Linked DNA regions of Mus musculus: all the other regions are linked to region 3. Evidence: chromatin contacts called from public Hi-C, HiChIP or PLAC-seq and promoter capture Hi-C data. All regions are on one chromosome and are shown on one strand. The core of a region is the stretch at or near the end of the contact, and the rest is flanking DNA. Distances in the headings are between cores, read along the strand shown.

The links. Promoter capture Hi-C pulls out the DNA fragments that hold promoters and counts their contacts. Hi-C and Micro-C count contacts between places; a contact is called where the count stands out from the background. HiChIP or PLAC-seq counts read pairs in DNA pulled down with a chosen protein or histone mark.
Region 1: a contact with region 3 is called in an H3K27ac HiChIP or PLAC-seq map of embryonic stem cells, with 11 times the contacts expected there. The contact joins the promoter of Jakmip3 here to the promoter of Ebf3 in region 3. A contact is called at or near these places in 2 of 39 promoter capture datasets (embryonic stem cells and pre-B cells), 2 of 484 Hi-C or Micro-C datasets (both in embryonic stem cells) and 3 of 115 datasets of contacts at active chromatin or transcription factors (all in embryonic stem cells).
Region 2: a promoter capture Hi-C map of pre-B cells shows a contact between it and region 3, with 5 times the contacts expected there. The contact joins the enhancer-like site here to the promoter of Ebf3 in region 3. A contact is called at or near these places in 2 of 39 promoter capture datasets (embryonic stem cells and pre-B cells), 5 of 484 Hi-C or Micro-C datasets (the AML12 cell line, embryonic stem cells and pro-B cells) and 4 of 115 datasets of contacts at active chromatin or transcription factors (embryonic stem cells, large pre-B cells, microglia and 1 more).
Region 4: a promoter capture Hi-C map of pre-B cells shows a contact between it and region 3, with 2.1 times the contacts expected there. The contact joins the promoter of Lrrc27 here to the promoter of Ebf3 in region 3.
Region 5: a Hi-C map of myocytes shows a contact between it and region 3, with 2.1 times the contacts expected there. The contact joins the enhancer-like site here to the promoter of Ebf3 in region 3. A contact is called at or near these places in 6 of 39 promoter capture datasets (the 3T3-L1 cell line, embryonic stem cells, hippocampal neurons and 3 more), 3 of 484 Hi-C or Micro-C datasets (cerebellar granule neurons, muscle stem cells and myocytes) and 3 of 115 datasets of contacts at active chromatin or transcription factors (bone marrow-derived dendritic cells, craniofacial prominence and stem cell-derived neural progenitor cells).
Region 6: a promoter capture Hi-C map of pre-B cells shows a contact between it and region 3, with 4 times the contacts expected there. The contact joins the promoter of 5830432E09Rik here to the promoter of Ebf3 in region 3. A contact is called at or near these places in 2 of 39 promoter capture datasets (liver and pre-B cells) and 3 of 115 datasets of contacts at active chromatin or transcription factors (embryonic forebrain, large pre-B cells and stem cell-derived neural progenitor cells).
Region 7: a promoter capture Hi-C map of embryonic stem cells shows a contact between it and region 3, with 4 times the contacts expected there. The contact joins the promoter of Mki67 here to the promoter of Ebf3 in region 3. A contact is called at or near these places in 10 of 39 promoter capture datasets (the 3T3-L1 cell line, cranial neural crest, embryonic stem cells and 6 more), 2 of 484 Hi-C or Micro-C datasets (both in embryonic stem cells) and 6 of 115 datasets of contacts at active chromatin or transcription factors (embryonic hindbrain, embryonic stem cells, large pre-B cells and 1 more).

The regions. Positions count from the first base shown.
Region 1 is chr7:138,938,664-138,942,385 of GRCm38.p6, reverse strand. It overlaps Jakmip3 (janus kinase and microtubule interacting protein 3), which reads right to left and starts at 1,656. Exons shown (of 20, transcript NM_028708.2): 1 at 1,586-1,656.
Region 2 is chr7:138,917,182-138,921,283 of GRCm38.p6, reverse strand. No RefSeq gene overlaps it. Among named protein-coding and RNA genes, the nearest start is that of Bnip3, 9.7 kb to the right of the region's middle. Within about 2 kb of position 1,588, at least 284 of the 459 cell types and tissues checked have an H3K27ac peak or open chromatin away from gene starts, as enhancers often do. A contact at or near this core is called in the AML12 cell line, embryonic stem cells, microglia and 2 more, where this site is marked.
Region 3 is chr7:137,312,818-137,316,814 of GRCm38.p6, reverse strand. Ebf3 (early B cell factor 3) reads left to right here and starts at 2,370. Exons shown (of 16, transcript NM_001113414.1): 1 at 2,370-3,035; 2 at 3,141-3,297; 3 at 3,659-3,722. The coding sequence starts at 2,902.
Region 4 is chr7:139,210,698-139,214,908 of GRCm38.p6, reverse strand. It overlaps Lrrc27 (leucine rich repeat containing 27), which reads right to left and starts at 1,921. Exons shown (of 11, transcript NM_027164.1): 1 at 1,642-1,921; 2 at 1-234. The coding sequence starts at 186. It also overlaps a transcript of Stk32c not described here.
Region 5 is chr7:135,944,104-135,948,087 of GRCm38.p6, reverse strand. No RefSeq gene overlaps it. Among named protein-coding and RNA genes, the nearest start is that of 6330420H09Rik, 92 kb to the right of the region's middle. Within about 2 kb of position 1,812, at least 4 of the 459 cell types and tissues checked have an H3K27ac peak or open chromatin away from gene starts, as enhancers often do. A contact at or near this core is called in myocytes, where this site is marked.
Region 6 is chr7:135,650,410-135,654,494 of GRCm38.p6, reverse strand. 5830432E09Rik (RIKEN cDNA 5830432E09 gene) reads left to right here and starts at 2,181. Exons shown (of 3, transcript NR_015548.1): 1 at 2,181-2,705; 2 at 3,485-3,651. It overlaps Ptpre (protein tyrosine phosphatase, receptor type, E), which reads right to left. Exons shown (of 21, transcript NM_011212.3): 4 at 2,649-2,742; 5 at 2,332-2,405; 6 at 466-602.
Region 7 is chr7:135,715,127-135,719,406 of GRCm38.p6, reverse strand. Mki67 (antigen identified by monoclonal antibody Ki 67) reads left to right here and starts at 3,028. Exons shown (of 14, transcript NM_001081117.2): 1 at 3,028-3,359. The coding sequence starts at 3,268.

The DNA of each region.
Region 1 (3,722 bases), core at 407-2,906, 1.6 Mb before region 3:
TCAGGACTCAGCCAACATCCACTTTCTCCTTTCCAAATCACACCGTTTACTTACCAATTTTTTTGAACAAGCTATGGTGGCTTATGTATGGCTGACGATTCTCTTTTAAGCTAAGGTTAGACCAGTGGTTATGGTATTTCCTTACAGCCACACAACTTGGTTCTGCCAGGGCAACCCCCGGGAAGGGGACACAGGTCCTCAGGCACAGAAACCACTTGGAACCGTGTGGGCTTGGCCAATGCTCTTCCTGCAGAAAACACTCTAATGTCTTCCGTGTTGGTGTGCCTCAAAGCTTGGTGAACCAGACTCCTAGCCCCACCAGTGTAGAGTGAAATACTGCAGGCTATTGCTCTAAGGGTTTAAATTCACAACCACACGTTGGCTTCCTGAGAAAAGAGGGCCAAGAGGGCCTTGTTCTCGGTGTATTAATTGGGTACCTTGGTGGAAAGAGGACCCTGGCCTTCTTCACTCCACCTACAGAGCAAGCTGGAAGTACCCACTCCCGCAACTCTGTTCTCTAGTTTGGGCCCCACAACCAAGGCCAGAGCCTTTTCTGGTGTCCTGCTGTTCTGCAGAGAGCGCCCAGATCTGAGTCACCACTGGCTTCACTGCCGGCTTAGCTGTATTTGCAGGCAGTCGGCAAAGAGGGCTCTGCACATTTCACCATCTTGTGGAGGAAGCCTGAATCTAGCTGGGAAGCAGAAGGTTTGGTTTTTTTGTTTTTTTGATTTTTGCCTTTTTAAAAACCCTAACATTTTCTTTTTTAAGTAGGCAAGGTCAAATGGATAGGCAGGTCCTTTTCCTAAGAAAAGTGCCCAGGCCAGCGTCCTCTCACCAACTCCCAAACGCAAGTAAATGGTAATTCGGTGGCCTTGCATATCCTCAGCATAGATCCCACTGCTGTGCGTTCATCCCGGAAACGGGAACACGGGAAAAATTTAAACCATCTGCCCCAAAATTAAAAATCTAAAAGGCCTGGCAGCACCATCCTGGAGGAGGTACTGTGAAGACGACGAGTCCCCAGCGGCAGCGGCAGCGGCGGCGGCGGCGCACCTGCGCGTCCACACCCAGCGCAGCGTCACCGGCAGCTCCCTAGGCCTGCGCTGGGCTGGCCCTGCTCCCGCACACCGCGGGAAACCGGTGCAGTGAAATAAATTGCCAGTGGAACGCGAGAAATCTCCCAGAGAGGCAAACACCCCAACTCGGGCAAGGCCTCCGGACCCCGGATCACCAGGGAGAGTCGAGCAAGCCCCGCCACCCTGCTCCATCCCCGTGCCATCCCGCTCCATCCCGGCGCCACCCCAAGAGTCGCTACCCTGCGCCATCCCCATACACCCTGGGCATCGCCACCCTTTTCTATTCCCGTGCTATCTCCGCCACCCTGGGCGTCACCACCTTGCTCCATTCCGGTGTCATCCCCGGCACCCCAAGCCACCTACAGCCCGCAGCGCAGGGCATCCGCCAGCCCTGAATATTCAGTGCCAGGAGCGGGTGGAGCGTAAGGAGCCCTGCAAAGCGCGTCCCTCATCCCCTCCCAGGTCAACTGTGGGATGCGTGGGATCCTGAGGATCGCACCGCTGCTCACCAAGGTTCCCCTCGATCAGGCTTCGGGCGGCGGCGTCCGACGGTCGGGCTCAGCCATCGCAGTGGCGCTGCGGCGGGCGGGGGCCGCGCGTCACCACGGGCAGCGCCCCGAACCCCGGCCCGCCCCTGCAGGCGCTCCAGCCGGCGCCGGCCCAGCGTCGCCCGCCCCTTGGCTTCCCCAGATCGTTGCGCTTATTCCTTTAAGAAATAAGTCCTGGGTCCGTTAAAGTAAGAAATGACATTGCCGAAGATGACCCTGGTGGTTTAGAGGGTCCCGCTGTGCTGTGTGGGGATCTAAAAGCCATCCAGGTTAAATGTGCCTGCGGGTCGCCCAGGGCCACGCGCCTACGAGGGACTATCCGTGGTAGGAATCACTCACCCTCATTGCGTGCTGGATGTGAGCAGCCATGAGCAGCGCCCGCGAGTTGCACGTGGGTGTCCCAACCCTTAACCCTTTGCTTCCCGGCTCCAAAAGCTGCTTTCCAGGGCTCTGTAGGGAGAGAAACGTTTTTTTCAGGCTTCAGCAAACAAATGTTATCCCGGACCCCAACATTCAGAGTTCTGTCCTCCCTGCTTCTCTTTGCCCCCTCCCCTTCTGATACTGGACATAGAACCTAGGGTCAAGAGCTCTGCCTAAAACCTGTATCTCAGCACTCTGTTCCCTCACTTTGTTTGTTTGTTTGTTTGTTTTGTCCTGTGATCGTGTGTTCTAGTTTCATTTCTACTGCTGTATTAAAGTCCAAGACGAAAAGCAACTCAGGGAACAAATAAGTATATTCCAGCATGCAATTCCAGGTTATAGTCTATCATTGTGGGAAAGTCAAGGCAGGAACTTCAAACAACTAGTTACATATATCTGCAGTCAAGAGCCGAGAGAAGCGCATGCTCTCACTTGCTTATTCGCTTGTGTTCAACTCCCATTTCTTCACTTTGGGGTTGGGGGTGTCCCTCTGCCTAGAGAATGGTACCACCCACATGGGGCTGGGTTTTCTCACATTAATTTATTACATCCTCACAGAAATGCTCACAAGACTGCCCCATGTAGACAATCTCTCAGTGAGACTCTTTTCCGAGGTGACTCTGTCTAGGTTGTGCCAAAAGACAATTAAAGGTAACTGTCACATCCAGACATTGTGGTGCGTGCCTCTAATCCAAGAACATGGGAGACTGAGCACAGAATAACAAGAAACTTCACAAAACATATAGGTATTCTGTCTGGGTGGGCCTTCACCTGACAGAGTGAGTTCTGAGGGTTGGATGACAGGATAGATAGATGCAGAGAGAGGGTGAGTACTGGAGCGAAGAGCTCCTCAGGTAGACCACCATCCGGCAGACTACATCACACAGCCAGCACGCACGCACGCACGCGCATGCGCATGTACACACACAGAGCTGCAAGTGGGTCGGGGGTGGGAGGCACGTGTCGGGTGATGGGATCTCCAAGTAACAGGTCTCTAACTGATAATACCAATGTGAGATCAGTGGACTGAAAATGAAAATCATATCCAAAATAAGGGTCTGTCCCAGTGAAGACAACTCATGGCTGGCTCCCGGAGGTACGGGTTGGGGCCACGGTACAGACCAGGTGCAGAGCTCGGGTGCTGCCATGTGTCTTTGAGCCTGTGCCAACCTCCCAGGCAGAATTGTCTGTACCCTGGCCCTACTTTGTGTGCCTCAGCCAACTTGTTTTTAGCGACCTTTCCACAAAACTACTGCAGGTGGGAGGACCAGGAGGGGAGCAGGACAACAAGTGCATTCAGAGGGATGCTGCCTGTGCCACCAGATGAAGATGTGCCCCAGAGAAATCTTCTGTTTATGACAGGGTCTAGTGTAGCCAAACTGGCCTAGAACTTAAAAGTAGCTGAGGATAATACTTAATTTTTGTTTGTTTGTTTGTTTGTTTGTTTGTTTTTCGAGGCAGGGTTTCTCTGTATAGCCCTGGCTGTACTAGAACTCACTCTGTAGACCAGGCTGGCCTCGAACTCAGAACTCTACCCGCCTCTGCCTCCCAAGTGGTGGGATTAAAGGCATGCGCCACCACTGCACCTCTGATACTCAATTTCTGACCTCCTTGCCTACACCTCTCAAGTGGTGCTGATATAAAAAAAAAAAAGAGCCAGGAGCCGCCATACCAAGCT
Region 2 (4,102 bases), core at 339-2,838, 1.6 Mb before region 3:
CAGCACCAAGGAAGTGGTGACAGGCCAATCTTTGTGAGTTCAAGGCCAACCGGATCTACATGAGTTGCAAACTAGGCGGGGCTACATAGTGAGACCCTTTCTAACATAAACAAACAAACAAACAAAACAAATACTGAGAGAAGCCAGACTGAAAAAGTTATGCTGTAGGCTCCTATCGGTGCCATTCTGGAAAAGATAAGTCTGTAGAGAAAGGAAAAAAAAAAAAGTGGTGTTACCAGGGGGTGGGATGTTGAGACAGAGGGCAGGGACTTAACACGGTAATCCATTCTGCATGAGTCAGGTCCAGAGAGCAGGCAGCAAAAGCAACATGGACCACAGGTCCACTGGTGACTCCATAGTTGTGTGGTTTAACAAAGAAAAACGCTCTGGTGAGGATCCTGATAGAGGAACTCGTGTGTACGTGTGTGTGTGTGTGTGTGTGTGTGTGTGTGTGTGTGTGTGTGTGTATGTGTATATGTATGTGTGTATGTATGTGTATGTGTGTGTGTATGTGTTTGTATGTGTGTGTATGTGTACATGTGTGTGTATGTATGTGTGTATTTATGTGTGTGTATGTGTATTTATGTGTGTGTATGTATGTGTGTGTATGTGTACATGTGTGTGTATGTGTGTGTATGTGCATGTGTGTGTGTATGTGTGTGTGTGTAGGGGGTGGTCAGGGGCATTTGGAAAATCTTTCTCCTTGATGCTTACTCTTTCTACAAAACTGAAAAGTTTGTCTTTGTAAAATAAGCATATGACAGGGCTAGGAGTGTGGTAGAGTGTAGTAACCAAGCATCAACAAAGCCCTGGTTTGATGCCCTAGCACCCCATGTACTGGGTGTGGTCACACTCTGATCCCAGTACTCAGTAGGTAGAGGTAGGAGCATCAGAAGTTCAAAGTCATCCTCCACTACGTTGTGAATTCGTGACCATTTTGGGATACAAGAGCTCCTGTCCTATTTCAAACAAACAAACAAACAAACAAACAAACAAACAAAAAGGCAATTCTTCCTGAGCCGGCACGGTGAGACATGACTGTGATCCTGGCACTCTGGAAGCTGAAGCAAGAAGACTGATTGCAAGTTCAAGATCAACTGGGTTATATATTAATACTGTCACAAACAAACAAAAAAAGTGAGACAAGAAATCAAGCAAGCAGACAAACAAACGTAAAAAGGAATGACAGAAACTTGCCTCAAGAGATCAAGGTCAATTGAAATGTTCCAGAAAGAGGAAAAAAGAGACACTTTCACTGGGGCTGGCGACTGCCTAGTGCCATCTTCTGGCTCACAGCCACCTTGTATCTACCTTTCCTCCCTATAAAAGCCCTTTCTTCCTTAAGATAGTCTCCTCCCATTTCCTCGCGCCAGGACCACCAAGTGGCGATATGGCTACGGGCATGGGTATGGGCGTGTGCCCTGAGAGGCTACACGACAGAGTGCTGTTGGGCACGTTTCGTCCTGAGACAGTTGTTGGCATGTTGGTCTCAGGCCACCTGACCTGTTACTCCACTTCTGCAATCTCTGTGAAGCAGGCCTGGAGCTATTGCCTCACCGACCGACCAAGGACAAACAACAGCGGCGGCCACAGCCCAGCGCACCCTGACGGTCCTTGGGGATACTGTCCAGCCCCAGCTCGGCTGTGCCTGACTCTCGGAGCCTGAGCTGCTTCCTGTTTTGAACGTTCTCTGGCGAGTACAGTTCAGGCTTTTATCAAAGTACACGCTGCTTTCCTTCCCCGGGGATCTCACTTTGCAGCCAACTGGGACGCTGCACAAGTACACTTGGGACCTAAAGCGTGTGCATGTTGTTTACAATTCTGAAGATTTCATCACGCCAGTTTCTAAAAATAACTTGGCGTGGCATAGGCGTCACTGTGAATTCCTGGAAAAGTGGGTGTTTTCCTAGAGGAGGGAAGGAGGCAGAACAGAGTGGTCAGTACAGCCTGATGCAGGAGGCTCCTGCCAGAAAGGCAAGGCGGAAGCCACTCAGAGGGCTCCTTGGAGCTGAACTGCCCTTCCTACCTCCACATCAGAGGCAGAACTCCTGCTAACAGCCAGCAGGGGCTGAATTCATTTCAGGTTCCCACCTCTGGTTTATTTCACTACAGAGAAATAAACATCCTCTTTATAACCCCTTCTCCCCAATGCCCCGGGACTTCTCCCAGCTGGGTCAAAGTCACATTTGTCACTTCTGCCACCTTTGGCTCATACACCCTATCTTCTTTTTGCTTGGGTCCTCACTATGTAATTATTAGGCCATGGCCAGTGTGGCCATGCAAACCCTCAGTATTATTCTGGCTCTTTATACAGGAAAAGTGCACTGTTTATCAGAGAGGGCTACTGTGAAGGTTAGTTTTATTATTTATTTATTTATTTATTTATTTATTTTTAAAAGATTTATTTATTTATTATATGTAAGTACATTGTAGCTGTCTTCAGACACTCCAGAAGAGGGAGTCAGATCTCGTTACGGATGGTTGTGAGCCACCATGTGGTTGCTGGGATTTGAACTCTGGAGCAGTCGGGTGCTCTAACCCACTGAGCCATCTCACCAGCCCTTTTTATTATTTTTAAATCACTTTTTGGTGTGTCTATGTCTATGTAAGCGTGTGCCATATGGGTGCAGGGTCCTCTTGGATTAGAGTTGTAGGTGATTTATGATCTATCTGATCTGGTCCTGGGAACCAAACTGGAGTCCTCAGTAAGAGCAGCAAGTTTTTAAATTGCTGAGCCATTTCTCCAGGGCCCCCTTCCTTAAAAAGTTTTATTTTATGTGCACATGGGTGTTTTGCCTGTATGCATGTACGCACATCACATATGTGTATTGCTTATGTGTTGTGGGACGTAATAAAAAATGGTATCATCCCACGCAATACACAGCTGCTCTCTGTCCCCAACGGTCTTGCCACCTCTAAGCCAGCCCCAGGTTCCGGATTGCCTGCCTCAGAGCCTCTTGTACCTTCTCAGCATCCACCCCCTAGGCTAGTTATCACAAATTCCCTTAATCAGTAAATCAAAACTCTAGAAGCTTATAATTAATCAGTCAGATTTATATATCAATAAATTCTCAATTCACAAGATGCCCACACAATAATTTCAGAGCCAATTGATAATGATACAAGCTGCCCGCCTAGATTAGATGTTATCTCAAGTATTCTTTCCTTTTATGATTTTTTTTTTTTTTTTTTTTTTTTTTTTTGGTTTTTCGAGACAGGGTTTCTCTTTAGCCCTGGCTGTCCTGGAACTCACTTTGTAGACCAGGCTGGCCTCGAACTCAGAAATAATCTGCCTGCCTCTGCCTCCCGAGTGCTGGGATTAAAGGCATGAGCCACCATGCCCGGCCCTTTTATGATATTTTAAAGCCACACAGAATCTGGATTGTCTTTCTCTTTCTCCATCTTCCTTCCTTCTCCTCTCTGTCCGCTCTCTTCCATCTCTAAAAATCCTCACCCGTCTTCCTTCTCCACTGCCCAGTCACAGGCTTCTTGTTGTATTACTACTTAAATTCATTGGGGGAAAATTCTGCTACACTTATGGAGGCTAGAAGAGGGCATTGGATCTTTTGGAACTGGAGTTACAGGTGGCTGCGAGCTGCCCCTGGGTACTGAACCCAGATCCTAGAAGATATAGTCTAGTGTTCTTAACTTCTGAGTCACCTCTCCAGCCACAATGGTTAATCTTACTTGTCAACTTGACACAATCTATAATCATCTGAGACCAGAGTCTCAGTGAGGAATTTGCTAGGTGGGGCTCGGCTTGTGGGGATGTCTGTGAGGGACTATCTTAAGTGCCTTAGTTGGTGTGGGAAGCCCCAGCCTGAAGGTGCAAAGCATAGTTTCTTGGTTGGGAGCCTGTATTAGTCAGGGTTCTCTAGAGTCACAGAACTTATGGACAGTCTCTAGATAGTAAAGGAATTTATTGATGACTTACAGTCGGCAGCCCAATTCCCAACAATGATTCAGTCCCAGCTGTGAATGGAAGTCCAAGGATCTAGCAGTTACTCAGTCTCATGCAGCAAGCAGGCGAAGGAGCAAGAGCTCGAGCTAGACTCCCTTCTTCCAATGTCCTTATATTGTCTCCAGCAGAAGGTGTAGCCCA
Region 3 (3,997 bases), core at 1,121-3,620:
TGGATTCAGCCCCCGAGCCTGTTGTGAGACAGCTGATTCCCCCATTTCGGGCCAGATGGCTGCCGAACACAGATTTGCATTCATTTTCGCTTAATATCGTCCAAAATAGCGGGGCAGCTGCATTTGTTGTCAAAAAGGTTTAAAACCCCCTTTCTTTCTGGGGCAGGATCGTTACCTTATGTGATGGGCTTATGGAACTTTTTCTCCCCCTCTTTAGTCAACAGTATCAGATTTAGAAGGATTTGCTTTTAAACCTTCTAATTTGGTAATCAGATTTAAATCGCCTTGGCGCGTGTAATCTGAATTAAAGATACTGTAAATGATTTTAAGCATGACACTTGCCTTAGCGCAAGGACGGGCACCTCCAGCCCAGGCTGGACATTTTAGGAAGTGTGCTACAAAGCGAGCATTGTACCCCTTTCCCAACTTCATCTCTGCCTAAAAAGGCATTTAGCATATTCTGTCATTGACGCTGGCCCTGTCGCTCACCCAGTGTGAGCTCCCAAGCTTTGGAACACACAGAGACAAAGCATCTCTCAACCTCACCCTCCACCCATGGCCAACTTTATTCTGTGTTGTCTTTCCAGGAGCAAAGTGTTACCTCTTGCATGGGGGGTCTGATGTAAGTGGAAAATGCTGGGCTTATTAGGAATACAGAAATTTTCTTTTAATTTATCGTGAGGAGTTTCCATACACTTTGATTTAAGGTTATTAACATTCTATAGACAGTGGCATTTTTAATATGTGGCGATCGCTTCTAAAGACTAATCTCATTACCCTCAAATAGTCATAAAATATGATTTTATTATACTTACGTATTTAATTAGACGGCCGGCCCCGTAATGGATTTTGAGATGGGACTGGCGCAACAGCTTTGATAATTCACTTATCTTTGGCAATAGTCATTAACCCCCAACACCAGCAAAATAGATTGCTTTCCAGCACATCTTTTCTCTCACCCCTTCCAAGTAGCGTGTGGGGGGTCCCCAGATAACGTAAATCGGACTTCGATTTTCCCGATTAATTAAAATATTAACGCACACACACCACCAATTCACAAAAAAAGGAAGAGCTACCCCAGGCCCGGCGGGAAGAGGCTGCCCTGCGACACTTGCGCCCAGAAACCTTTTCTTTTTCTTCTTCTTTTAAAACCAGAAGGGCCTTATTTCTCGTGGCAGGAAAGAGCCTGGGACATCTCCAGGTCGTCCCTTGGGCCTCTGTCGCGCGTCGCACAGATCTCCTTTGGGTGGGCCGAGCGCCTGGGAACCGAATCCGGGCCTCCCGAGCTGGGCCTCCGAGCCCACGCGCTGCCGGCTCCCAGCTGCCCTCCCGGTTCCTCGAAACCAGGTCGGGAAGCCGCAGGGCGCGCGCTCACCCAGGCTGGGAGGCGCAGAGGGCAGGGTCCCTGGCGCCCGCAGTGTCTGCTCTGCTTTTCAGGCGGTTGGAGGTGGGGAGATCTGGCCACCGCACGGACCATGTAACAGGCTGGACACCAGCTCCGGGTCGCCGGAGAGGCTGAGCGCTCTTTCCGTCGGCCCAGAGAGGGCCCAGCCTTCTTTGTCACTGCCGCACCCAAGAACAGGCCAGGGACCCGAAACTCCTGTGGCCACCGGAGGGAGAGGGGGCATCTGGAGGAACCTGTCTCCGACGTGGACCCCGGCCCTGTATTCAGCAGGCTTTGCCGGGGTAGAAAGCATGGGACACCCAGCGGGGCTCAGATGTGGGCACACTGGCCCTTCAGCAGCCTTAGGTCTGCCTAGAAATCAGACTGAGCTGCGCCTCTTGCCCTGGTGGCGGCAGGGAGTGTGGATCCCTAGAAGGGGCATTAGGTACCCTCTTCTCCCAGCCCCTTGTTGTCCCTCCCTCTCCTGGAATCTCCTCCCGCGCGCCTTTCCAGCCTCTTCCTGCTGTTCTCTTTGGGACACCCCAGAGCCAGTGCTGCCCTGGTATTTATTGCATGCGTGTGGGCGACTTGGGGCGCTCCTCCTCCGACCCACGGTGTTTTGACTGTGTGGCAGGTCTTGTGGGCAGGTATAACGGGCCAAGCAGCACTTATGCACTGGCTGCGCTCGCTTCTTTGCGAGATTTATTTGAGCGGGTGGTAACTTCCTCGGCCGCGGCTGGGCTTGTGGAGCCGTGGCGCGTGGCCGGGGGCGGTGGTGGCGCTCGGTGGCGCTCGGAGGCGGCGGGGCTCGCTGGGCTCGCGGGGCTCGGGCCGGCTCGCGGCGCCGTCAGGCAGTCAGTCGGCGAGCGCGGCGGCGGCGGCGGCGAGGGGCGCGGCGAGGGGCGGCCGCTCCCATATATGGCGCAGGCGCCGCCCCCCGACGTCACCCTCTGACAGCGCCGCTCCCGGGGGCTTCGAGTTTTGGCTCCCGGGAAAGGGTCCATTCCTCGGGGAGAGAGGGCTGAGTTTTGTGCGCCTCCGTCCGCTGCGCGCGCCGCTCCAGGCCCCGCCGCGCCCCGCCTGCGCCCGGGACTGCGCCGCGGCACTCACTGCCCCGTTTATTTGTCTTTGGAGCAGGCGGGCCGCGCCAGAAGCGGGCGATCCCGCAGTGTCCTGCAGCCGCGGACGCCGCCTGGCTAGGATGACACCACGTTGAGCGCGCCTGCAAACAACAACAACAACAAGCGCCGCCGCGGCCACCGCGTCCACCGCGCCCTGCTCCTCCGAAGCGTCGCGTCGCCACCGGTGCAGCCCGCCCGCGTCCCCGGCCGTCCGCAGCGCCCGGCCGCCGGTGTATGCGGCGCCTGCCCGGGACGGGCTGAAGCCGGCGGCGGGCCGCACCGCAGGCGCCGAGCAGGGCCAGGGCGGCCAGGGCAGCCTCCTGCCGCCGAGCCCCGAGCGCCGCCGACCGCGGACGCGCTTTCGGCCGGGAGTCGCGGCCGCCGCCAGCAGTGTTCATGTTTGGGATTCAGGAGAATATTCCGCGCGGGGGGACGACCATGAAGGAGGAGCCGCTGGGCAGCGGCATGAACCCGGTGCGCTCGTGGATGCACACGGCAGGCGTGGTGGACGCCAACACGGCCGCCCAGAGGTACGTACCGGCCGCCCCCGCGCGCCTTGGCCCCGGCCCGGCCCGGCCCCCTCCTCCGGCCAGCGCCGCGCTGCTCACCGGGCCGCTGTCCCTTTCCTCCTGCAGCGGCGTGGGGCTGGCGCGGGCGCACTTCGAGAAGCAGCCTCCTTCCAACCTCCGGAAATCCAATTTCTTCCACTTCGTGCTGGCGCTCTACGACAGGCAGGGGCAGCCGGTGGAGATCGAAAGGACCGCTTTTGTGGACTTTGTGGAGAAAGAGAAAGTAAGTGTACACCGGCGATCGCACCCTCCCTCTCCAGGAGTAGGGGGCAGTTGGTGCCCGCGCATGGGGTCCGAGTGCCCCCCTCGGTGGCGGGAGCGCTCCGCCGGGCGACCCCGCCGCCACGTGCGGTCGCACAGGCCCCGCCAAGGGCCGAACAACTTCTCTGTGCCCTCGGACTCACTGGGGGCGAGGGGGAACGCTGGGCTTGCGGCAGGAAAAGTGACATCACCGCGTAGCTGCGAGCCAGGAATCCTGCCTGCAGCGTGTGAGGCCGAGGGGCCTCGGTCCTGGAGGGGGACCGAGCGCGGTGACCGCGCCAGACGCGGCCACGCTAAATGCAATTATTTATCGTTGCTTTCAGGAGCCGAACAACGAGAAAACCAACAACGGCATTCACTACAAGCTGCAGCTACTGTACAGCAATGGTGAGTACCACTGCTTGCTGACTGCCCTTTCGCCCTGAGCGCTGGCTCTCCCTTCCCTCGATGGTTTCAGGACATAAAGATTTTGAGATTAAAATGACATGGGTGTAAACACGAAATCTTCTCATGGCATAGAAGGAAAACAAAACATAAACGATCGATAAGTCGATGGCACTTCACATGATTAACCGGTGGGGCTTGAAGTAGAAAGTAAAAGGAGGATCGATAAGGGCGCCTGCAGAACAGCACTTTTAAGGGACTTTTTTCAGTTTTGCAAA
Region 4 (4,211 bases), core at 672-3,171, 1.9 Mb before region 3:
ACTCAGGTCTAAAACTGGTGAGGAAGAAAAGATGACCCCTTCAAAGTCCATTTGATCATCACCCTCTCTGGAAAAGTGATCGGGGAAGCTCTTGGTGGCGGCAGCAGCATCATCCTTGAGATCTTTAGCAGCCTTGGGGTCTTTAGCAGCCTTCTCGGCCACTGCTTGGGGGCTGGTGTCCTCCATGTGATGCGCTCCAGTGGCCACTGCTCATCCTTCTTGGTATGGAGTCACCTGGAAACAAGGGGGGTGGGGGTGGTGTGTGTGTCTTAGCAACCAGAAGTCACACGGGGGTGGGGGGGTGGGGGGAGGGGGGATGGACTCGAGTTGCTGAAAAAGCAACAGTACTATGAATTTAGCTTTAAACTTGTAAATGCTGGGACATAAGGAGGTACTGGTTATATTCTTTGCTCCTCACGCTGTACCACAAAGTTTGAAGAAGAGAATGACAATTATGATTCGAGAAGGGGGGCTCAAGTAGTCTGGGCTGGCCTCCAACTCACTGTGGTGAACTTCTAACTCCTGATCTTCCTGTATGCACCTCCAAAGTGCTTAGATGACAAGCAAACAGCCACCTGACTACAGTCTAACTGGAAGATACCAGTGGAAACAAGCATCCAGGATGAAAACACCGGGGGACTTTTCAAGTTTGCAAAACACCTGTAAGATGGGAAGAGATAAGACAGTTTCCTATTTCCACCCTGGAAATTCCTCTGCTTCTTGTATCCAAGACTCTGAAGTCAGGAAGCCAACCCCTGCCTCCCACACTGGCCCAGACCAGACCAAAGAGGTATCTAGGTGGGCACTAGGGAAAAACCTGGGCAATGACAATCTTGCATCTTAGTTCAATAATCCTGTTGCTTAGCCAGGGTATTACTTGCAAAACCATCCAAGCAAAGAGGATGGCTGAAAGATCTGCCAAATGCTGGCACACTTTCCTAGTTTCACTCTCCTTTAAGGAGCGGGTGACTTTTCAGTTAAGGAGCTGGTCTTAAAGGTGTACAATTCATGGGGAACCTAGGTCTGCGTTGGCAGGAGATATGCCACCCCCCCCCCCAAGCTGGGTAATGGGTCTCCCTAAGGTCTCCAAGCCTTTGCATAGTCTACGGCTTATTGTATTTTTTTTCTACACCTTGGAATTAGGAGGAAAGATTCTGCCTCCATCAAATTACATTGTAAGGAAAATGTGTGGACAAGAGGGAGGCAGGGGACTAGTGATGCTGTTTCCAGACTGGGCTGGTAGGGGAACTCGACTTTTGGACCTCAATCCCATCTTCCCAGGTGCGGCCACTGTAAAAGGGTAGGGGATCTAGTCATAGTTCTCTCCCACCACCGCGCCATCAAAGGCTGACGTTCACAGGACCCCCAGCAGACCAGACTCACTGCTCTGTGAGTCTGTGGCGGTCTCCTCAACCCAACCCAGCGTCTACTCCCGCCCGCCAGACTGTGACCCCGCCCCACAACCTGGTGGCCGGGTCCCATCCAGTGCAGCCGGCTAGCGGTGACTGACGTAACAGCTATCCCACCCTCCAGCCCCGTTGCTCTTCCCCGCCCACCTGCGACTCCGCCCTGACACGTCGGCTGCCCCGCCTCCGAGAGGCTCAGGCACCACCTAACAAACCAGCGAGCTGCGCGGTTTACCAGGTCGCCATGGAGACGCTGCTGCGGTACGGAGGCCGGAAGGCATCAAGTCGCAGGTCTGGCTTGGGATAGCTTCGGTGCGCGTGCGCTTACCGCCTCTTATGCTGGAGGTGGGCGACAAGGCCAGAAAGAAACTTCGAGAGGATGGGCTGGTGGATTCGGGGAGGGCTTGGGGACCCGAAGGAGGTCGAGTGATGCTTCTGCTGACCAGACCGTCTTCCAGGGCCATGGACCCTCGGGCCTCAGGCCTCTGGAACTGACCGCTGCCCTCCGCGCCTGCGCAGAAGCAGCTGCCGCAGTGCTGCGCTCTCGGCTTCCCAGGCTGGTGCCGGGTTTGCTGGCCCTTTTGTCCTGGGGCCTGGATCTGCACAGACTCTCCTAGTGTGGAAACTTGGAGGCTGTCCTTTTCCATTTAGAAACCTGCAGAGCAGGGTATTCTGGGAGGCAGGTCAACCAAGTCCATAGACCCTAAACCTTTAGAGAAAAAGGATCCCTCCCGAAAAGAGAAATTACGGGAACGTGGTAAACTGCCTTAGTATCAGATCTGGTGGGGATAGAAGGCCCGCTGCGGATTCTAGAGGATCCTGACCAATGAAGTGATATGGGTCACTCCTTTCTGGGGGCCAGAAGTTGAGATCTTAGCAATTTCCACCGTTTTTAGTGAGTAATGTGTCACACACAGAGCAACATGACACGTCATCAATTCTAAGGGAAACTATCGGAAATGAACTGGCCTGGACATTGAATTATGCCCTTAGCTAACGTGCTCAGTGATATAATCTTGCTAAACATTTTTGAAGTAGCAAAGCAGGATGGAACTGAAAGTATAAGATGGGACCAAAGTGGAAGTCTAGATCCAAAACAACAGCAAATTTTGTTTACTCAGGCCAGCAAGATGAGTTAATGCTTAGAACCTAGGTAGGGGAGAACCAATTCCACAGAGTTGTCCTGTGGTATCCCCTATATGAATGCAATAATAAATTTAAATAATAGAATAGAATTTTCAATTCATTTACTAATATATTCTTTAGGACTGAAAGTGAGATGGGAGTAAGTTGTAAGAAAATATCCCCAAACAAGAAAACAAGAAAACCTAGGAAACTCAAGAGTTGTGGGAGCCCAGTAGCCCTCTGATCAAATGTCTCCTGATGTCCCTTCAACACTGCAGAGATGGCGGCTGGCAGCTGGAATCCCCCCGAGTGTTCCATTGGTTACAGGTTGCTAAAGCTTGGGGTCAAGAGGTGCTGTGAGGAGCGTTAGGATACAGAGCAGGCAGGGCATTCCTGCCTGGCCACACAGGCCATCAGAGAGGCCCCTTTCTGGTGGCTCTCAGTGGAATGCTTGCCACGTACTCATGGGATCACCAGAATCCATTTAAAAAGTTCAGGTGCAGCAGTGTATGCCTATAATTCCTGTTCTTGGAGACAGGCAAGCGGATTCTGAGGGCTCACCGGCCAACCAGCCTCAACCACTGTGGAGCTCTAAGCCAGTGAGACCCTGTGTCAAAAAACAAAACAAACAAGTTAACAGCTCCTTAGGAACAACACCCATAGTTGACATTCAACCTCTACATATGTACATATACCCACCCACATATGTGTGCAGATATGTACACACACACATGCACACGCACACAAGTACACATGCTCCACCTTTCCTGCTACTAGGAAAATAGAATTATATCCAAAATTAGACATTAATTTATACACATTTGATTGGCAAAATGAGATGCTTGGTGTAATGGTCATGTGCTGGGAACTGGTGTCCATAGGCACCTCGGGGAGCCACTGGGTACTCCAGCCTAGCAGCATCTCAGCCCACTGCTTCATCCTACGGTTGTCTTGAGTTTTGATTTCCTTTAGAAGCCCATAAAATTGGTTTTTGTATCTGGTAGTTAATTATATGTAGGAACTCATCTTGCCTTTTTTTGTGCTCACTTTATTACCCAGCTAAACCGCCTCTGTTGAGTAGTTCTCTTGGCAAGTGTTTCTGGGCTATTCTCCTTAAGCTTATGAATGTAGCCTCTTTGTTTTCATCTAATTCTTGAATGACTATTTAACTGGTACGGAGTTCCTTGTTGACAACAATTTTCTATCAGAATTTTAAAGATATTGCTTGCTGGCTGCGGTTGAAAAGGCTGCTGCCAGCCCCATTGCCATTTCAGTGAAGGAAGCTGAAACCCTTCCGAAATCTGCATCCCTGTGTTTCTAGGTGCATACCAGGTTTCATTCTGTGCCTGGTGGGGACTATGTCCTGTGCTCAGGCTCTTGCCAGCCTTTTTTCTGCCATTTTATTACATGTCTACACCCTGACCTTGACTCACATTGCTAGCAACCCCTCACTATTCCCCCCTCCCCTCCTCAGAATGGTTCTTCCTCAGACTTACCCAGCTCCTGCCATGGCCATCTACCAGCTCACTAAAGCTTTCCCCCTGGGGTGCAAACCTCATTTTTCATGTCTAACTCTTTTCTCCTCTCTCTCTCTCTCTCTCTCTCTCTCTCTCTCTCTCTCTCTCTCTCTCTCTCTCTCTCGACATTTGTTGGCAAAATGGGACACTTGGTGTAATGTCC
Region 5 (3,984 bases), core at 563-3,062, 1.4 Mb after region 3:
ACCCTAGTCCTTTGGTCCCTCTAACTGTGGCAGACTAAGCCTTACTATTTATGCAACCCTCTAGACTCAGACTGAGTCTGACACTGGTAAGGCTACACACTGTGTGGTGCCCTGTCTGATGAGAATGGTTTCCAGCAATATCTCCCTTCTCTGCAGTTGTCTGTCTATTTAACCACACTGCTACTATACAGGGGACTTCTATGTTTGGGGACACCTCTTCACACACTTCCATCACAGATCCTGTGTGGATTCCATGAGATTTGGGAAATGGCCATCACTGTTCTCATTTTTGACATGAGGGAATTAGCATCTAGGGACTTGCAGGAACCAGAGCTAATCAGTGTCTGGACCAAGAACTTCAGGCTACCTCTCCCCTCCCTGTGATCTGCTTGATTCCCCTTAGTGAGATAGTTTCTGGGAAGCCCAGCTCTGCATAAGCCTTGAGGCTGAAGAAGTTGTCAGTCAGGGACTAAATTGATCATCTGCTCTGTGTCCTCATAAGCACTCTGCACCCCAATCTATGCCTAAGGAGGGAGAGCAGCCAGGGTGTATCAGTTGGCCTCTTTACCCTCTAGCGTCCTATGTAGGTCATCCAATGAGGGGTACTTGCAGGAGAACTAGGGGACCAGAAAGGTTAGAGTGTATGTTTCATGCCTCCACTAGAGGTCTCAGGATGATTTTCCTCCCTGTACCGATAGCCGCAGCTTCACCCAGGCAGCCATATCCAGGATCAGGAGCCACTATCCTGAGCTAATTTAAGCTTATGCAAGTTGTAACCAAAACTTTCAGATCTCCCACTTCCAGATGTGTCAAGCTCAACATCCCCCAAATCTCCTGTATCCTACCAAGCTCTAGATACACAAAAACTCTGCTGGGCCAAACTTGGGGCCCAGCACCCATCCTGACAGCTCTGGAGGCCCACAATGCTGGTCTGGAAACAGCAAGAATCACTTCTTGGGAAGTCTTGGTTGCCATTGAGAGCATCTACCGCCTGCCCTCGTCCAGTCACCATCCATGGTTCTGAAGCTTGGTGCCATCCACCTCCAATACATCTGCATCTTCTCCCAAGAGAACCACAAAATATCAAAGTGGCCTCATGATCTGGTTGTACACGAGGGGCCATCTGCTTCACTCTTACTCTTGGATGACTAACACTGTATCAGTCATGATGATCTGCCTAAGCCCCCTCGTGTAGCTCCCACCCATCCCAGGAAGCAAGTGTAATCTCCACGAAGAACTAGTTGCACAATGATGGCAAAGCAGTATTGAGAATATCGTTAAAGTCAATGGCCCAGTCCATTAGCAGTTTAAACACATCTTACACTCACGTGATGATAGTCAGTGGAATTCTGGTGATGTAGGACAAGTGAGAGCATCTATAAAGTCAGCTAGTACTGCCTCACTTAGCCCCTCTACTGTAACCCGCAAGCTGGGCTGTACCACACAGGTGTCTATATGGATGAACTCCAACAACATGCCACAGCAGGCCACAGCAGCCAAGCCCCGAGCTTGGGCAAGTTCCCCACATATACAGCAGAGATTTTTAAATAAACCCAAGTAGAGTCAACAAATACAGTGATTCCCGCTGCTCTGCGGAGACACCTGTTCTTTCCAGCACAGCTTAGCAAGCCAAGTGCAGATTCTCAGCCAGCATAGGAAGGGATTGAAACTTGACACAATGGATTTACATTTGCTTGGCTCCATCATGAGGCCAAACAGAATCTGACTGGAGGCCCTGTGGTCTCTGGTCCCGGTGGGTTGTGGGGACACAGCCTTACTCACTGAAATTGGCAGGAAAAATGGCAGGCATGAGGACGTGACACCACTGAGTTACTCAGAGAGAGATGAATCACTCCAGATGGTGGAGAATGGCTTTGAGTCTTGACAAATGTGCCTGTTCTTAGAAAGCAATACTCTCTTCCTGTGGTTCCTGACAGTCACAGGCAAGCCTAGAGGGTGCTGACTTCATTCCTCCTAACCTGGATACCATCCTTCCATGATTTCATGACCCACCCCTCAAGAAGGGTGCTGCAGACCCATCCCTCAAGAAGGGGTGTTTCATTCATTTTGAGAAATAGTAAAAGTTCCAGCCCAAACTGAGTATATCAAGCACTGCCAGTTCAAGAATTCCTCACTTTCATGGATTAAAGTACTGCCTTTTCAAGACTAGACTTGGTTCATTACAGCTTACGTTACCCTTAGATGTGTGTGCTGGTTGGTTTGAGCAGACAGTTAACACAATGTAGAATTGCCTGAGAAGGGAGTCTTAACTGAAAGTCTGCCTAGATCAGATTAGTCTGTGAGCATGTCTACAGGAAATTCTTTTGATTGTTAATTGACCCTGCCCTAGAGTGTGAGCAGGCTCAGAAGCGCATAGCCTTGACATCTAAATCTGCCATCTTTGACTCCTTGTCTCCTTCCATTTAACCTTGACACCCTACCCACACCCCCACCCCCAGATGACCCTTAGTGATGCTCTGGTGAACACCTCATCTGGTGACCACACATAGGCACCTTAGCATCTTCCCAGGATTGCTACATTTGAAAATTACCCATTGATGCTCTCATAAGCCATTTGAAGGTTGGCTCTTTGTCATTCCAGACCTGCTCACTTGCTACCAACAGCTTCTTTCCCTAAAGGTTGATATGAAGAAGGCCAAATGAGTTGGTCAAATGTATCCTTAGTATAATAGTTAATCTTCATTGTCAGTTTGACTGGATTTAGAATCACCATGGAGAAACATATCTGGGTTTGTCTGCATGGCCTTCTGAAAGGATTCTCCTGAGGAGGGAAGACCCACCTGAAAGTGGTGACATCTGTCTTCTGGTTGTGTGTCTGCTGTTGTGACAAACTTCCTGACAAAAAGTAACATATTTAAGGAAAGTATTTATTTGTCTTACAATTCCAAGTTTTGGTCCATTGTTTCCATGGAAGCCAAGGCAGAAACTCAAGCCGCTGGTCACATCACACCCTTAGCCAAGAGCAGAGAGCAAATGCATCCTTGCTTACTCTCTGTTTTCTTCTTTCTTATACTTCTCTGGATCCCTTTCCTAGACCAGTCACCATGGTATGAGTTCCTGTACCAAAATCAAGACAGTTTCCCACAGATGTGCCCAAAGGCTAACCTAATCTAAATAGTTTCTAATTAAGACTCTCTTCCCAAATGATTCTTGGTTGTGTCAAGCTGACAATTAAAACTAGCCAGGATGCCCTTCCATGCAATAGGGATCCCTAACTAAATAATAATGAAAGGCAGGAAAGCAAGCTGAGTACCAGCATCCATCTCTCTCTGCTTCTGGCTGTGGATGGAATATGACCAGCTGCCTCATGCTCCTGTGGTCATGGCTCTCCTCCCATGATGGACAGGCCTTTGAACCATAAATCAAAACGAACTCTTTCTTCCCTCCTTAGCTTGCTTTTGTCACAGCAGTGAGGAAAGTATGGTTGGCAGAGGCAAATTCTTCACAGTTAACACACACGTCCCTGTGATGTGTCCTTAGAAGCCATAGCCTTCAGTTAGGTGCTGTCAGCTCTGAGCCAATTTGTGAAACCCTTCTGAGAGTCCAGAAGCACCATCTCTGACTCTGCAGTTGAAAATGCAGTGTGTTTAGGAGTTAGTTTCCCGGCCATGTTTCTTCTGCCTGAGAGTAAGTTATATTTTCTTGTCCATCTCCCCCATACCTAGGCCATGCAGGCATTCAGATGGTATGTTGGAATAAGAGGCCTCAACTTACAAGGTGTTATAGTTTCATGTATTTCAACATTTGGTCCCCAAGTGATGACACTACCTTGATTGGTCATAAATCCTTTTAGAGGCATAGGGGCTGGGGGGGGGGTGTCTTGCTACAGGAAGAGGATCACTGGGAGAGTACCTTGACTTTTATAACCCAGCCCTACTTTCCCTTAACCACTTTCTGCTTTCTGGTCCAAAGAGATTAAAATAAGCAGCCTCCAGATCCTCCTGCCAAATGATCTGAAATAAT
Region 6 (4,085 bases), core at 932-3,431, 1.7 Mb after region 3:
CTCACACACACTGAACGAGAGCTAGTGTCCTCTACAGACAGTCTTCATAACCAACGAATTGTGCCGTGATGGTTGCTCAGAGGGACCAGTGCTGGTCTGATTAGAAGCTGGACCTCTTGGGGACCATGACAAGATGCTTTGTGGGAGGCTCCCTGTATCCTTCAGCATAAATAAAACTGCCACCTACACCACGCACCACATGGTAGAATTACACGTTTATCACAGCTGCTGTCATATCATGGCACCCAATCATGGAGCTGGCAGCAACCCCCAGGAGCGCCAGGCTCAACCATCTCACTTCCTAAGGAACAAGGAGCACCAGTGAAGAGCACTGCACTAGTGACTGGGCTCTCCAGACCCCACTTCTGAGCAGCTCCACAAGTGACATAAAGTCCCGAGTCCCTGGAACTACTGGCTGGGACTGTCCCGCTATTCCTCGCGATGGCCGAGACCTGGGACACTCACATTGAACTCCTCTCGGAATCGCTTGCAGTCATCCGCAGATCTCACCCGGATCTCCTCCTCCAGGTGCTCCACGGGGATGGGGAAGAACTTCTTGGGGCCTGATGGAGATCTGCTCAGCAGCATCACTCTCTGCTGCTCTGTAGGGCCAGGAGCAACAGAGAAGCCACTTAGTTCCATTGCCCATGGCTGACTCATTCCTTAGATGGTCGGACAGCATTCCTGATGGATCTGCACAATGGGAGGGGACCAGTCCTCTCAAATCGCTCGCTCACCCTGGGGCTAACCCAGCTCTGAGCAACTGAATCAAACATCTCCTTCCCAACACACCCTATTTTCAGCAAGTGATGGCAGCATTCCTGTCCATCATAGACATCGTATTCTTGACCTTGCTTGCAAGCTCACCCACCACTCAGCCTTCCCTCTAGCCTATGTTCCTTCCACGCACGGCATGGCAGCTTCATGATACTAGATCCAGAGAAGAGTAATCACAGGGCTCTGGGTATACACTCAGAGCAGATGGGGGGACTGCCAGGATCTCTGTCTTGCAGCCTCCCCTTTTTGGCAATGCATAGACCCGCTTCCTTAAATCACATGCATTACAATGCAGAGAAACAAACCATCTCTGAAGCACGGGAGGAGAGGACACTACAAAGGGCTGCTGGGGACTGGCATTTCTCTCTTCACAGAGAGGGAGCTGGTTCCATAAGATCAGTAGAATAAGTCAGCTGTCACCTTTGCAAAAGGCCCTGTCCCACCTGCAGAGCTCACTGAGACACCCTTCGGCTGCAGCCAGATGAGCTGGTAGAAGCCTTTGCCTTCTTGCCCCTCCCAGCCACACTCTTCCCTCTGCACTGGCTTTTGGGATGTGCGGGGAGGCGAGAAGGGCAGGTTGCAGACTGCAGATGCACCAGACCTGTCTATGCGGATGTGCAGGTCCCCCAAGCCCTGCAATGCTACCGCTCAGCTGAGCCCTCTCTTGCCCATAGCCTTCCCATCTGTGGGGTTGTGTTAGTTCCTTTACTACCTTGGGGGAGTTCTAAAGTGTCGCTTGAGTTCTGACGGCATGCACGTTACCTCAAGGCAGGCAAAGCTCTGCAGGAAGTTAGAACAGAAAGCTGGAACCACTGCTGTGAGCCAGCGTTTTGTGTTTTAAATCGTCACTAAAAACCAGGGGCTCGGCATATATTGGGCAGGTGCTACGCCACTGAGCTGTATCCCCAGGTCCCTTGGCCATTTGAAGATGGATCTTGTTACGTCGCTCAGTCTGGCCTTGAACCTGTGTTGCTTCTGCCTCAACAAGTGCCTTCGAATACTGAGATTAGAAGCCCATGCCACCCCGACTCAGCTAGAGCCTGCACCTTTGAAACCACACAGAGAGGAGAGAAAAACAAGCTTTCATAAGCAGCGTTTACAAGTTAGGACACAGCTGGAATCTAAGTTAGGCATGTCCCCTCACTGGCACTCCTTCTCAAGAGCGATGAGCTCTGGCAGAGCAGTGCCCTTTCCAGCTTGATCCTGAGGTAGTACCGTCACATCTGAACACTCCTCACCATGAGTTAGAGCCCTATCACGGGGTGATTTCAAAGGCTTCAGTGAGAAATGTGACTTGGCAAAGCCCTGCTAAACCGACAGGATATGAGTGGTCTCTTTAAAAAAAAAAAAAAAAAAAAAAAAAACCTCACAAACTGAAATGTCTCAGACATCCGCTCTCTTGCAGGGAAAAAACGACCTCTCACACTAAGTTCCGAAACAGAGATTCTGGGTTACTAGCAAGTGACAGCGTGAGCCCAGGAGGAGCTGGAGAGAGTGGCAAGCTTGAGTGACAGCCCCATGCCTGCCCGCTGTACCAAGCCCAGTGTACAATACCTTGCTCTTCTAAGATCCCGTTAGGCATTTTCTTGTCGTTGCTGCTGACCACGGCCTTCCTCTGCTTCCGGAACCTTAAAGGCACACACAAGATGTGTTAGGTCTCAGCACCGCGGGAACCCCCAAGCCCTGAGTGTGGTGATACCCACCAGGTGAGCCGGGAAAAGTTCTTTCTGCTGCTCATGGCTGAGCTGTGTGGCAGCTCAGGCCTGGCCAGCCGCTGTCTGAGCTGTTTGGGCCCACACCCCCAGCCTCCAGCACACTCATTTCCTCATAGGAGCTGGTGAGAGCACGTCAGCGCCTGGGGACACTCCTACCTGAAGAAGTAGGCTGCAAGCAGGAACAGGAGGAGGAGCAGGGGCAGCAGCAGCCAGGTGAGCAGCGGCTGGGATGCACCAGGGTCCGGAGGGCCTGTGGGTGGGTGGGGTGGTAGAGGGCAGAGACCCCATCAGGACCTTGGGTAGGGGTAAGGACTTCCCCCATGCTACAGTTTAGAAATTATCTCCCTTCAGTTCTTTCCAGGGGACAGAGGAGTGCAATGGTGGGACTTGTTCAAGGACTCTGACGAAGGGTGACCTCCTCGTACCCCAATGTACCCTGCTCTCTCTCTCACACACTCTCTCTTTTCCTTTCCCTTTGGTTTTCAGAGGTAGGGTTTCTCTTCTCTGTATAGCCCTGGCTGTCCTGGAACTCACTCTGTAAACCAGGGTAGCCTTGAACTCAGAAATTCGCCAGCCTCTGCCTCCCAAGTGCTGGGATTAAAGGTGTGCGCCACCACTGCCCAGCCCAGCTATTTCTCTAAGCATCTTTGGCCCAGCCTCTCTCTTCAATGAGGAGGTGGAGGAAGGTGGCTTCCCCTCAGGGTACAGTTGTTGTGTCCCAACCCAGATGAATCAGGAGCACCAGGTATAAGGAAACAGCCCGGTCCCGAGGTTTGATACAGTTATTGAGGAACAGGCACACAATGGCCTGGCTTTTCAGAGCCTTGAATTCTTTGTCATAGAGACTGCTGGCTTCCTGGAACCAACTTGTGCATCCATTCTTCACACCTCCCAGGTCCACCTTCCTCAGAGAGACACATATCCCTACCCTTGCACCGTGCCTTTGGTGTCCTTGTGGTCATCAATTGACCCATTCTCTCTCAACCTATTAGGGTGCCCTCCTATCACCACAAAGCTCCCAGCCAAAAGGCCCCATCAAAAGCCTGCTTCTCCAGTGAATGAGTGTGGCTCCTGTGAACTGGTCCAGAGGAGCTATGATCTGCAGCTGGTGAGCACATGCTATCAGGAGTGAGCCGGTCTCCCATGGGAGGCCCTGGAGGTGAGTAGCTCGATTTCCATCCTCTTGAGTTCCAGAAGTGCCAAACATTGTCCCCAAGCTGAGTGTGTGTGCCAGGGTTCATGTCCTTCCTCCCATGTGCCACCCTGGTCCATAGAAACTCAGCACTCCAGGAAGGAGTTTGAAATGTCATAGTTTCCCCAGTCCTGTGCATGTATGTAATCTACAGGCTATGACCCACAGTCTGCCATCTGTGGCCCTGGCCAAGAGAAGCTGATTCCCAGCATGTCAAGGTCAGGTATATATTAGACTTAATGGCTAGGAATATCTGTCCCTCCCTCAGGGGGATACTCCAAACCTGCCCATTGCCCAGCTGGGGCCCGTTAGGAGCAGCCTGGTCCACGACTTCCACGGCTGTGGCTCCAGGGAAATGGTATACCCTAGACTAGGACCTGTATCAAAGTTTAACCTGGACT
Region 7 (4,280 bases), core at 1,779-4,278, 1.6 Mb after region 3:
TGAGACAAACAAGCAGAGAAATGGTAACAGAATTTGAGAGAAGCAAGGATTATGGTCCTATTCGTGCTTTGGGAAAGTTGCCCTAATGGGAACCCTGTTTCCCAAAGAGCCACATGCAAGTTCAGGGGGCAGAATAGTGCTGGAGATATGGCATTAGTGTGAGGAGCACTGAAGACCTGGTGAGGACCCGTGGGGTGATCTCAAAGGGAGGACCGGGAGGTGGATCCCTGCTAGAGGGCCTGGATCCTGGAGCAGCGAGGAGTTTGGGCTAGGAAGAGAGAAATCAGGTGGTGTCAGCGTGGGGTGGGCAGCACTGAAGCCAGTCAGCCTGTCTGCAGGCCCTGGGCGCACTGACTACGGATGGACACCAGTCCTCCCGCGGCCCAACAGGCTGAGACCACGACCCCTCCTCCATGTTACTTTCACAGTAAAATCTTTTGTCTGTGTTGGGAAGAGGAACTAAAGGGACCCCAGTGGCAGAGGTAGGGCTTCACATCCCCATGGGCTGGTGCAGGTGACTGCAGTGTTGGGCAAACAGAGCCTAGCAGTGCTGTAGGCAGCACAGGTGGTTCTCTTTGCCCTCCAGGCCCGCTTTCTTTGGTAATGTTGCTGAAAATGACATCCTGAAACTTCAGGATGAGCCAAAGTGAAGCAAAGCTAAGGAGTTAAAGGTTAGTGAGAACGCATGCTTTAACGTGAGGAACGGGAAGAGAGTAGGGGGTGTTTTTATAATGCTTAGGTAGCTTTATATGGGTGGGGGCTTCAATGACATGGACCCGATAGGCTCATATATTTGAAATGGTTCCCAGTTGGTCGAGCTGTTGGGGAAGGATTAGGAGCTGTAGCTCTCTGTTGGAGGAAGTACATCACTGGGGGTGGGCTTTGAGGTTTGAATTATCCACTCCATCCTGAGTGTGTCTCTCTTTCTCTCTCTCTCTCTTTCTCTCTCTCCCCCCTCCCTCCCTCCCTCTCTCCCCTCCCCTCCCTCTCCCTCTCTCCCCTCTCCCTCTCTCCCCTCCCCCTCCCTCTCTCCCCTACCCTTACCCCCCCCTCCCCGTTCTATGTGTCTTGCACTTGTGGATCAGATGTAAGCTCTCAGCTCTTCAGGGCCATGCCTAGCTACCTGCCTGCATGTTCCCCACTATGATAGTCATAGACTCTAACCCTCTGGAACTATGAGCCCCAAGTTAAATGTTTTTTTGTTTTGTTTTGGTTTGTTTTTTTAATTTTTTAAAATAAGTTGCCTTGGTCATGGTGTTTTCTCATGACAACGGAAAAGTAATGAAGACACTGTGGCTCTTAAAGTTACGTTCCTCAAGGCTATAATTTAAAACAAAGCATAAAGTGTAAATTTTAAGCACATTTTAAAAAACAATTAAAAATATATGAACGGAGGGCTGAAGAGATGGCATAGGGGTTATGAGGCCTCGCTGCTCTTGGAGAAAACCTAGGTCAGGCCTCATTAGCTACTTCAGGAGGCTCACAACTGCCCGCAACTCTAGTCCTGTGAGATCCAATGCTATCTACTGATATACAGAGGTACCTGTACTCATATCCACATGGTCAGACACAGACACACACATTTATATACATATTCATGATAAAGTAACAACTATATATGTGTGTGTGTATGTGTGTATGAACTGATCTGCTTTTTAAATCTCTCTCTCTCTATCTATCTATTGCTTAGGTTTCAGGATGAGAAGGCAATGCCCAAGGCCTAAAGTAGAGCTTGGATCCTGGCAGCCCTAACAAGGCAGGCTGGACCACCCATCCTCAGTAGGCTAATTAAAGAGGAGGCAACAGTGAGAAGCACAGAAAGGGGGTGTATTCATGTGGCCCCATTGTGAATAGGAGCAAAGGGGCCCAATGGCACCCTAAATATATTTTTGAAGTCCTGACCAGAGGTTTAGGTTTAGAGGCCAAGAGGTATGCTATAACTAATCAGCCTGGGTTAGGGTGGTATAACACACTCGTTCCCCAGAGTGAAATTTCATGGCTTCATACTTCAGGCTTGTCCTTGAGACCTTGAGGAGAGGGTAGACATTGGTTCTATTGCCCCAGAAGCGGAATTTTTACAACACCCTACTGGAAGAACACTGATCCAGGAACAGGAGGAGGGAGCATGAAAAAAGAGGACAGGAAAACATAGGTACTCTATATTCATCTGACTGGCACCTGGCCTCAGATAACCCCAACTGGTGCCCCAGGAGCCCTATTTTAGGATTTGCAGGTGCAGTCTTGCACAGGTTATTTTAATCGGCATTTCCCCCTGAAACAGCAAAGCATTGCAAACTTAACCGTGCCGCAGCAATAACTCTTAAGTTATGGTTTCGGAAAAACCGTGCCACTGCCTCAGTGTTCATTAAGCAGGGAGACTGTAGAATGAATTATAATGATGTCCCCCAGTTTTTAAAGGACAGTTTGAGGGATACTGAAAAGGCAGGAGAAACAACCTTAGGTTGCGTATGAGGTGTTGCAGAAACGGCAGAGGAAGGGTATAAATTTTAAAAATAGAAAGCTTCTAGCGTTGAGCAAGATGCGGCGTTGTCGGTGTTTGATTTCTGGAGAGGGAGCCTACAGGTAGCTTCCTACAGGTCGCCACGCTAGTTTTGCTGACACTGAAAAAGCTGGGACCCTCTACCCTGCCTATTAGAGCAGCAGTGGCCCGCCCACCAGCCCCACCCTGCCCGCCTTCCGGAGCTTATCTCCGCTCGGGTTCCGCTTCTCCAGCCAGCTTCTGGCCCGGCCCCGCCTACCGGCCTGGCCCCTCCCACCTTCCGGCTCCACCCCCCCCCCCCCCCCCAGGCTCGCAGCCTGGCCCCACCTCTGGACTTCCCCAATCCTCTGTCGCCCTCGCCATTGGTCTCTGGCTGGCCGCCTGGCCCAATCGCAGCACTTAGCGCCAGAATTTGAACCGCCGTTTTGGTTTGAATCGGGCGGGCTGCGGCGGGCGAGCCTTGGCGCGGAACCGCCTAGGCGGACAGTCGGGGCTGGACGGGGCGGCGGGTGGCGGGTGGCGGGCACTTGGGACGCGGGCGGCGGGAGTGCGGGTCTGGTCGGGGCGGAGCGAAGGCCGCGGGTGGCCGTGGTCGGTCCTCCGCGGCTAAGGAGCCGAGGGCTCCGACGCGGGCTGCGCCCGGTGAGCGGCGGCCAGAGCTAACTTGCGCTGACTGGACCAGCTGAGGAGCGGCCCGGCGGGGCGACTGCGAGCTTCACCGAGAGGCTTCTCCGCCCTGGTCCGCAGTCCCGACGGCCGGGCGGACCATGGCGTCCTCGGCTCACCTGGTCACCATCAAGCGGAGCGGCGATGACGGCGCACACTTCCCGCTGAGCCTCAGCTCCTGCCTGTTTGGAAGGTGAGTGCGCGCCGGGGCTGAGGTGACCCGGGGCGGCGACCCCGCGGCCCAACCCCCCTCTGCGTTTGACAGGGTTGTCCCTGTGGCTTGTTCGGAAGTCACGCTCATGCATTGGGAGCTTCCAAATGGAATCGGGATTTTACACTCGGTAGACGCGAGGCTGACGTCGGTGTCCCGCAACTTCCGCACTGTCGTTCTCAGGCAGCCGGCTGTGGCTCTGGATGTTTCGGGAAACATCAGATAGGAGAACCCTGCTCGGGTGCTCTGGGAGAGTCCCCTCTCACCCTCCCCCGTCGGTCGGATGGCAATCTTCCCTGAGGCCTTCCAGGCAGTGGCTGGTGTTGCCACTTCTGCAAACGTTGACCCTTATGGCTTTCTGCCGCGTTTGAAATGTTACTTGAGAGGATGCTTTTAAGAAAACTCGTCTTTCCTAACACCATGCAGATTGGTGACTAGGTTTTAGATTGTTTTGTTTGTCTCCCAGTAGATTAAATTCCAAGACAAGGTCTGCCTTGTTAATGGTTACATCTCTAGGGTCCCATATGGCGACTGACACTTAAGATCAATCAGTGTGTGGCACAGGATGAGTGGTAGGAAGATGGCGATCTGGCAAGAATGGTAGTTCTCAGACATTTGACAAAGTCTGGTGACAGATTTTCATGTCACCCTGGGAGAGGTGCCTGCCGTTAGTTAGTACTGCTGAGTAAGGACAGAGACATGGTGTATTTGACAGTCGAGGAAGTATCTGGTCCAGAATGTCTGTGGTCTTTTGTATCTAGTATGGATTGTGGTGATCTTTTTGCTCCGTAAAACGGGGTTCGAACATATGGTCTTTCTGCCTGGTGTTTTGAAACCCAAAACCTCTGTTTTCTTGAGAGTAAGAACTTCCTGTCAGAGTAAAGAACTTTCTATAACTTTGTT